Linked DNA regions of Sus scrofa: region 2 is linked to region 1. Evidence: chromatin contacts called from public Hi-C data. All regions are on one chromosome and are shown on one strand. Each heading gives the region's core, a stretch centred on a gene start, on an enhancer-like site or on the middle of the called end of the contact. The rest is flanking DNA. Distances are from core to core; before and after follow the strand shown. Region 1 holds the start of RNF24 (RING finger protein 24). Region 2 holds the start of DDRGK1 (DDRGK domain containing 1).

Region 1 (4,943 bases), core at 1,646-4,145:
GCTGTCAGCCTACACCACAGCCATGGCAACATTGGGATCTGAGCCTGCATCTGTGACCTAAGCCAAAGCTTGCGTCGATGCTGGATCCTTAACCCACTGAGTGAGGCCAGGGCTCGAACCTGCATTCTCATGGAGATGATGCCAGATTCTTAACTTGCTGAGCCACAACGGGACCTCCAGAAAGCAATTATTGATAGAAAATGCTAGGAGGATAATGTATCCCAGTTTGGGTAACAAAATGTCATCATATATACCATTACCATCACTAACACAACAATATTAGTCTTTCTAATGAACATAAAGATTATATTCATTACTAAAACATAATTTAAAATAACAACCTATTTTGTCGACATAGATATATTATTTTAGAATTTTTCTTCAGTCATCATACTACAAAAATGCTAAACTATAGGTTGGTAAAGATTTTGATTAACAGAATGCTGAATAACAAGGCCAAGATGTTTTTAGTTTCCTTTGTTGATACAAACAATAGCAAAGTCACTCTTGCAAAACTAAAGTTCCACAATATTGTGGTACTTTGCAAGCCTATTTCAGTGATAATTCCGGTTATACTACTCTGTTTATCTAAGACTTCCCCTTATGATTTGTTTTGAGGGGATTCCTAAAAAAAGAAAAGAAAAAAATCTAAGCAAGCAGTTTATAAATCACTGGGGTTGTTTCAATATTAGTGACACTACTTTATGTAGTTAATGAAGGCCTCACTTTTTAAAGGTATAAGTTCATTTATATTAAAAGTTTATTTAGATCTTACATCATAAAACCAAAATTCCAAATTGAAAAATCGTCTTTCATTAATTTTAACTTTTTTTAAAAGAATTTCACCGTGCTAACATAAGGTAAGATTTTAACCAAGAAAAATGGATCCTGTTCCAACCAATGGAAAATTTCCCCTTCAAATTAAAAGCAAATGTTTTTTTTCAGAGGGAACATACACAAACAGATGCTGCGGAAGCCTGCTTCATTTAGATTTCATTTTGCACTGAAAACTACCAGGAATTAAAATACATGTGATTAAAATATAATCTTAAAGAGAATCTTAAAACTGAATCAGTTCAATTAGGCATATCATCTAATGAGTTCCTTTTAATTTTTTTTAATTGCTGCTATTTTTGAATCAAAAGATCATAATAAAAATGCTTTGGAGGTATGTTTCTTACATTAACTGAGTTTAGCTAATTTCCTGTCACTCTGTAAAATAATAACGGTAATAAAGAAACTGAAAATGCAACCCACTATCTTCTAAAACTTACAAAATCTGGTTTAAGAAGAGAAAAAGATCCAAGTGAAATAGCAAGGAACAGCTGTGGTATTACAATTGCTTCTTTTTAATTGGTTCACATCAGCTGTGACTCCTCATAACTTCACCTAGACAACAAAGTCAGTTCCACAGAGCCTAAGTATGTGGGAACCTGCAGAGCTTCCTCTTTTCTCTGGGGATGAGGACAATGATAAAAGGTGTTCTGTTTTCCAGCAGTCCTGTAAGAGGAGCCATTGAGCTGGGCTGCATAACCAGACAACAACACAGGGAAATTCAGATCAAAGCAAGGGTGCATGCCAGGGTAATACGCAATAAAACCCTTTGCCAAAGCATTAAGGGGGAAAAAAAAAAAGGCAAAGAGGTGAAGAGAACCTGCTGGACTACGTTCTTATTAACATTGAGAGGCAGGAAGAAACAAAATCTGCCTTACAGAGAAGCAGAGAAAACAGTGTCATAGATATGTTGGAGTATTTCTATAGACCAGTATGACTATATAGACATATTACCAATGAACTAAAAAGTGCATTTTAGTTAACTGGTAATGTAGGGTAGTTTCATGTACATATATATGAGTATATGACCACTGACTAAACCCCAAAACCAAGTGTTCTAGATAAACAGATATGAGACTAGAGGCATATTTTCAATTAACCCACTGCTTTTACAGTAAGAAACAAAGAAATACTATTTGAAAAAACAGCAGAGGCAGAACGAGGTGACGATCTGATGGAGTAATACATCTTTTTTCCTCATACCCTTTTTAATGATCTCTGATTCTCTCATTTCATAGGTGACACACACACCATTACGTCTCCGGAAACAAAGGAGGGTCTTTAATTCTCCGGCCTGAGGACGCACACACGCCCCCTACTCACAGACAGGCCCGCACCTGACTTTCATTAAATGAGTTAGCCGAGGCGAGAGGTCTTACCCCAGACCACAGTTTACACACAGTGACAAATGGGCACGAGACAAACGCCACAAAGAAAGGGGAGGAGCAGATGGGGACCAGGAAAACACTGCCACGCCGCACCCCCCACGGCGCGTTCCCATCGCCAAAACGCAGGCAGCCGTCCTAGCCAACCTCGTCCTCCCTGCTCATCCTAGGAGCCTCCCACGCCCGGGGACCCGACGCCGGGCACTGGCTAGGAGGGCGTTCGGGGTGCCCCGCACCGTCCCTCTGTGACCTCCCGGGGACAGCCCCGCGCCTCCCTTTGTGCGTGACCCACCCTCCGGATCGGGGCGGACCCTCCTCCGCGTCCCTCCCGACCTGGGGCAGCTGTCCCACCCCTCCCAGCTCCCCGCGGAGGCGCCAGGAGTGTGAGTGGGGGAGGCTGGAGTGGGCCCACGGTCTCCTCAGCATCCCGAACCTGGACCCGCCCGGTCCACTAAGCCCCAGACTGGGGGTGACGACCCTCGGCGCCCCCGCCCTTGCTTGCTCACTTACTCTGTCGTGCCCGCGGCGTCGGCGGCGGCGGCGGCGGCGGCGAGCGTGGCAGGACCGTCAGCGTCTGGAGGCTAGCGGCTGGCGTCTGCCGGGACCTAGCGCGGCTGAGGTGGCAGCGGCGGACTGCGCGCAGCGGCCCCGGCGAGGGGCGGGCCCGGTGGGGGAGGGGCGGCACCGCGCCTCTCATTCATGCAGCGGGGGCGGGGTGAGGGACCCGGATGCCCGGGCAGCCCCGCCCACCTCCCTGAGATCGTCCTGACTTCAGAGTCCGCAGTGCGCAGGCGCGGAGCGCGGTGGCCAGTCCTCGCTCCGCCCGTTGGGGTTGTCCCAGGGCGGAGCTGTCTTCCTCCGCCTGTGTTTAGTATTTTTTCTTGTCCTATAAGCATTTTTTAAAGGGAAAGCTTGGAACGCTACCTCTTTCCTAGCACCCAGACTGCCAGCATTCCGGGTCACAGGAGTCCGATAGATAAGGTGCACATTGCCTCTTTCCTCCATCTGTGTCACCTGCAGCAGATCCTCTCAGACTTCTGATACCCAGAATCTGCCCAAATAGTGGAGAGGAGTGTGTGCAAGAAAGAGTGCATTACTTTATTTATGTGCATCGACCAGGCCCCAGCTCCCATTCCATGGAGCAGGCCAGGAATTGACCTTTGTTTTGAGGAAATCTCAGCCCTTTCTGTAATAAGAAGGTTTAGGGTTTATCTAATGAATCTCCAAAGATCAAGTGGAGGCCCCTTGTCTTTGGCAGGCAGTGTGTTCTGCAGAGACACTCTCCTGTTCCCAGCCCCTTGGTTCTGCTACTCGTGGGCCACAGAACTCTTCGGGGGCTGCTGGGAGTCTCTGAGGCTCTTCGGCTGAGTGTGTGGGCCCTGTAGCTCAGGGAAATTACAGAGACAATTGCCCCACTTTGTTTCAGTCCCTAAATCACCCCTTGAGAGTCTCCTTTCTTCTCCTACCCTCCAAGCCCCCTCACACAAACCATAAACAGCTCAGGGGCTTAATTTTGGGAAGCAAAATAATAGTAGAAAGCGCCTGTAGGCAAGTTCCTTCTTCTTTGGCAAACAATAAATATCCAAGGTAAGGGGGGAAGTAAAGACTAACATCAACGAACATCTCAAGAAGTTCTGTAAGGTAAGAGATGGGTGGAAGCATGGGTAGAGAGAGAGTGGCAAAAGAAAGAGTGCTTATCAACAACCTATCCCTCACCCCCTGTCACTGAAGCCTGTGTCAGGGGTCCTTTTCCCTTCTCTCCCTCCCTTCCTAGCTCAACTGGACCAGTTGCCAGGAGGATCTGCTACCTCTCACTGTTTAAATCAGTCCTCCTCAACTCTCTCTAGCTCTACTGCTGAAGTCTCAATACATTCTTATGCAAGTCAATTCTCATGATATGCAAATCTGCCCATGTTGCTGTCTTTTTCTCTTTCTCTGCCCAGTGGCACTTTAGCACTTCTTTTCTAGCCATTTCCAGAACAGCATCAGAGTGTCTCGCCTTCAGTGCCTGGTGTTCCTGCTTTTCCCTTGATTAGAGAAGCAACACTTACCTAGCAACACTCAACAGTCACTTTTTTTTTTTAAATGAAATTTTATTTATTTATTTATATTTTTTTTGTCTTTTGCTATTTCTTTGGGCCGCTCCCGCGGCATAGAGGTTCCCAGGCTAGGGGTCGAATCGGAGCTGTAGCTACTGGCCGGCGTCTGCAACCTACACCACAGCTCACGGCAACGCCGGATCGTTAACCCACTGAGCAAGGGCAGGGACCAAACCCGCAACCTCATGGTTCCTAGTCGGATTCGTTAACCACTGCGCCACGACGGGAACTCCCTCAACAGTCACTTTTTAATTAAGTCTTCCTTCCTGCCCTCCCCTTGTTGACGGACTTTCTTTTGGAATTCCCACCTGTGCCCATTACCTATTTCTCTCTCAGCACCAGTCACACTTAAAGTTCTACTCATTTGCTTATTTTTTTTTTCTCCAACCAGAATGTGAGCCCTTCCAAGACAGAAACAATGTCTCCTGGGACTTGGCAGGTGACTGGCACACAGTGGGTGTGCAGTGGTTATTGGTGGTGGTGGTGCCCCCTGGTGGGTCAGGGAGGCTCTACAGGGGAAAGAAAGACTGAGTTCCCTTTTCTTTCTCCTCCCTTCCCTCCTTCCTTCCCCTGTCCCATGTATGGAAACATGTTTTGTTTGTTTGTTTAGAGAGCTTAGCTAGGG
Region 2 (4,943 bases), core at 1,708-4,207, 770 kb before region 1:
GCCCAGTATGCAAAGGGCCTGGGGGTTGGGGGTCAGTCTGCCACAGGGGACAGGGAAGGCAGGGCCCTTTCTCACTTCTCAGGGCTGCACCCCATCCCTCCTGCTTGCCTCACGCTGGGCTTTTCGTGCTTGTTTCTCCTCCAGCTTCCGTAGTTTTTTGGCTCCAATTTTCCCCGACAGGTGAGTTTCCACTGGCTTCTCGATGATTTCTTCCTCCAGGGCTGAGTGTGGTCAGAGAAAGACACCTCAAGTCCTGCCCAGAGAGGGCTAATGATGGATTTACTCTACTCCCTGTCTCTCTCCTCTTGGGTGGCAAATACTACCAGCCCAGCTCTGCCCTCTAGAGGGAGCTGCTGGGGGAATTCATCTAGGGTGTGTGTATGTCAGGTGGAGGGGGGTAGGGGGGCAAGAAAACAGGTAACTTTAGATGCTGCACAGCCTTAAAGAGGGGAACTCCAGGTTTCCTCACCTGAGTGTCTGAAAAAATCACAGGCAGGACTGTTTAGACTTTCAGAGTTCCCTGGTTTCTGTCTCTGAGACAAACCTCCAGGGGAGGAGGGCCCCATGCGGAAATTTATCCCTATCCCAAATCTAAAATCATCCTCATTGTGGTCAGGAACTGCTGAGGTTCTGGGATCAGCCCCTCGCCAGGGTTATCCATGAGTCCCATGAGATCCAAGGCAAAAAGAGAGCCCAAACCCCAGGACTATACCAGGGCCAGCTAAAAGTTAGAGGCCCGCTGATGTCTGACCCCCAAGTGTGAGACAGGAGGGATGGTGTGACATAAGGCCTCTTTTTTTGAGCCAAAGGGGCTAGTTCTCAAGGGTCCAAGGGCAAAAGCCCCAAATAGCTCCTCTAGCTCAAGCCTGGTGTTGAGTACTGGAGAGACATTCTTTCCCACAATCCACAGAGCACTGTTAGTTTCCCAGCACCAGGGATATGGGGGCCTCTGCCAACAAAAAGCCTCTATCCCCACACACTTCTAGGGTTATGGTTGATGACACTCTAGAAACCGCGCAAGCTCATGGCCAGGCACTCTAGTCCTAGGGTGAAGCCCTCAGGGGATGAGGGTGCCCACACCAGGAAGAGTGCTAGGAAAGAAGGAATGGACTATGGAACTTTCTAGGTCAATCTAAAGACCCCTGCCCTCCTGATTCGCACTGAGAGCCAAAATGAAGGAAGAAGAAGTTGGCCCAATGGAATAAGGATCAGGGTCCAGGACTGCTAGTCCCCAGGACCAGAGGCTGGGTCCTAAGTCTCCCCTAACTACCTCCTACGGCTCCCAGACATCCCTCCCACACTATGGCTTCACACTCCACTCTTCTGCCCAGCTTTGCAGGGTACTCTCACCCTCTAAAGGCCCCCTCTCCACCAGGCTGGGCCCCTCTCACCTGGGATGATGACTTCCTCTTCATCCTCATCCACTTCTGCCCAAGCTACCCGCTGGGCTCGACGCTGGGCTTGCAGGCGGCTGCCCAGATCCCTCCGACGCCGAGGCCTGCCACCGGCTCTCTGCTCATCGAGCTCAGGCTGGGCCACTCGGCCTGCTACTCCCAGCTCCTCCTCATTGTTCAATGGCTCTCGGCCAGCTGTAGGGACGAGAAGAGCCCCGATGATGTCCAGCAGCCCAATGGCACATCATGGCAGCAGGAGCAGCATCCTGGAAGCCTTGATCTCATCTGGTCAAATTTCTCCAGGCTCTCGCTGTCCACTGCACAAAGTCCCAATTTCTCAGTCTGACTGTGAAAGCCTTCATAACCCAAACTCAAACCCTAGGCAGCAAGATCACCCCTTCCTTCACACCTGTGTCAATTCCTTTCTCTTCTCTTAAGGCCCCACCTTTCCAGCTGGCCTGTTAGGAGACTACCACTCTAGAAGATGGAGCTGAAGCTCTACCTCCTCTAGGAAGCCCACCTTGACCTCTTCAGACCTCATGTGAGTGCCCACTGCAGGACGGCATTTATCTCTTGCCTAACACCACCTGCCATGGTTTTACCTGGCATCCCAATCAGAGAGCACACCTGGGTCTGAGTCTCTCCTCCCAGGAAGATTTACTGGCTATTTGCCTTACCTCAGCTTCTCCGTGCCCTACCCCTGGCAGATGTTCTGATGTGGCCTGTGGGCCCAGGGACAGGGAGAAACATACGCACATACCCATATGGTGATAAGAAATGAAGGGGAGGGGGGTAGGATGGAGGATGACAGGTGTATCTCTTCTGGGCCCTGGTAGATGATATGGCCTTTGGGGCAGGTTGCAAAACTGGAAAGAGGGTGCCCTGGGGGACGGACAGAGCTTCCTGGAGCCACCTCATGCTCTATTCATCTCCTGGGCAAGTAGCAAACACTTAGGTGCCGCCTTCTTGTCAACTGCTCCAGGGCCAGCCTCGGAGGGATGGGAAACCTCTGGGCACCCAGTGGGTCAGAGCGGCGGGCTGCCCCAGTGAGGGACGGGAGTGTTCGCCAGGGCCTGGCCTTTCTGCAGTGGCAGGGGACGAGGAGAGAAATGAGACGAGACCCTCTTTGGGGGCCAGGAGAAAGGTTAGGGACCCGGACACTCGATCCGAGAGCTGGGATCATGCTCTGAGAGTCCCCGCCAGCCCTCCGTTGCGCACGCAGGCGCACGCGCACGGCCTATCTGATGCGCGGAGAGCGCCGCTAAGCACAGACGGCCAGTCAGCCCAGCCAGGCAAACCAACGCATGCGCAGGAGCCGCGGCGCGACGGCCTACAGAGGCTAAGGAGGCAGGGAACGCGCGGCCCTACCGGCTCTGGCGCCGCAGCATCTCCTACCTGCTGCTGCCCGGCCCCGCCTGCGGGTCAAGAAGAGGATAAAGCCAACGAGCAGAGCCGCCACCACCAAATACACCACGGGAGCCACCATGACGGTGGCTTCCAGGCGGAACCTGCGCGTCCACCCTGAGGCCCTGGATCTCCTAGGCCCCGCCCAATGCCCATGTGGCCCCTCCCAATGCCCATGTGGCCCCTCCCACTTCCCATTCTAGGCCCCGCCCAGGCGGCACGCAAAAGTCAGAGGCCCTAATTTTTAACTTTAAAATGAATTATGAAAAATAAAATAAAATTAACTATAGGGGCGTAAAAAAATGAAGTGGAAATTACTGCAGGAGTTCCCGCCGTGGCTCAGCAGAAAGGAATCGACTAGCATCCATGAGGATGCAGGTTTGATCCCTGGCCTTGCTCAGGGGGTTAAGGACCCAAGGTTGCTGTGAGCTGTGGTGTAGGTCGCAGAGGCAGCTCGGATCCCCCGTTGCTGTGGTTGTGATGTAGGCCGGCAGCTGCCGATTGGACCCCTAGCCTGGGAACCTCCATATGCCGCAGCTGAAGCCCTTAAAAAAAAAAAAAAAAAAGGACAAAAAAAGAAAGAAATTATGGGTTATGTTCAGTGTGACATTTATGTTTGCTTTAAAAGCGCTAAATACCACAGTGTTTATGGAAACATACATATGCAGAAAAAGCACAAAAAGATGCTTGGGAATGATACATACCAACCTCAGGATAGTGGTTGCTTTTTGGGAGGGAAGAAGTTGGAGGGCATTAAGGGCAGAGCTTTGCCTACATCTGTGACATCTGATTTCACTGAAAAGGGAGAGTAAACCTTCTATATAAATAAATTATGATATGCTTTGGTACTCAGGCCTGGAATTTTATACATTTTTTTTGTTTTTTGCCACACCTGCTTCATGAGGAAGTACCTTGGCTGGGGATCCAACCCAAGCCGCAGCAGTGACAACTGTTGGATTCTTAACCTGCTGAGGTACCAAGGGAACTCCTTTATACCATTTTAAAATAAACTTATTAGGCTGTACAAGATTTATTGATCCAGTTTTCCATAGTGAGGACTTGGAATTTAAATACTTACAGGGAATTTAAATCATCCTTTAATTCTTGACACTTTTTAAAAAAAGATATGAACAAATTATACCACAATAAAGTTGTTTACAAAAAATTGGGAAAGGATGTAAACTCAAGATTTTTAAAGAAGCAAATAAGGAGTTCCCACTGTGGCAAAACGGGATCAACGGCATCTCTCACAGGTCTGATCCCAGCCTGGCCCAGCAGGTTAAGGATCTGGAGTTGCTGCAGCTGCTGCATAGGTCACAAATGCAGCTCAGATCTGATCCCTGGCCTAGGAACTCTATATGCCTCGGGGAGACCAAAAAAGAAAAAAACGAAACAAAAGCAAATAACAACCACTGGGAATTTGCTATTATAGTAGCAAATGAAGCTTTTTTGCATGTGTGATGGAATAAATAAAGATCCCAGGACCCATGTATTTGGGGGAAGATTAGAAAAAATATAGACACAGGTTAACACCTTAACATCTGTTAAATTGGAATGGTGGGAACTTGAGCATTTATTGTTTTCTGTTAAGTCTGAAATAGTTCATCATTTATATGATTATAAACTATTATACAATATTACATATTAAATGAACAATTATACAAGCAAAAGGGCAGGATAGCATTTTTAAAACATACATAAATTTTGATAATTATTGTTATTATTATTTTTTTGTCTTTTGCCTTTTTAGGGCCGCACCCTGTGGCACATGGAGGTTCCCAGGCTAGGGGTCTAATCAGAGCTGTTGTTGCCACCTACACCGGAGCCACAGTAACACCAGATGCGAGCTTCTTCTTCGATCTACACCACAGCTCACAGCAATGCCGGATCCTTAACCCACTGAGTGAAGCCAGGGATGGAACCTGCAACCTGATGGTTCCTAGTCGGATTAGTTTCCACTGTGCCAAGACAGAAACTCCTAAATTAGCTTTTTTTTTTTTTGTCTTTTTTAGGACCAAACCCGAGGCATATAGAGGTTCCCAGACAAGGGGTTAAATCGGAGCTGTGGCCGCTGGCCTACGCCAAATCCACAGCAACGCAGAACCCAAGCTGCATCTGTGATCTACACCACAGCTCACAGCAGCG

What was found. Hi-C and Micro-C count contacts between places; a contact is called where the count stands out from the background.
Region 2: a Hi-C map of liver shows a contact between it and region 1, with 6 times the contacts expected there. The contact joins the promoter of DDRGK1 here to the promoter of RNF24 in region 1. A contact is called at or near these places in 2 of 47 Hi-C or Micro-C datasets (heart right ventricle and liver).

What each region holds. Positions count from the first base shown.
Region 1 is chr17:31,703,307-31,708,249 of Sscrofa11.1, reverse strand. RNF24 (RING finger protein 24) reads right to left here and starts at 2,895. Exons shown (of 6, transcript XM_021078063.1): 1 at 2,730-2,895.
Region 2 is chr17:32,477,995-32,482,937 of Sscrofa11.1, reverse strand. DDRGK1 (DDRGK domain containing 1) reads right to left here and starts at 2,957. Exons shown (of 9, transcript NM_001190212.1): 1 at 2,790-2,957; 2 at 1,392-1,589; 3 at 109-221. The coding sequence starts at 2,880.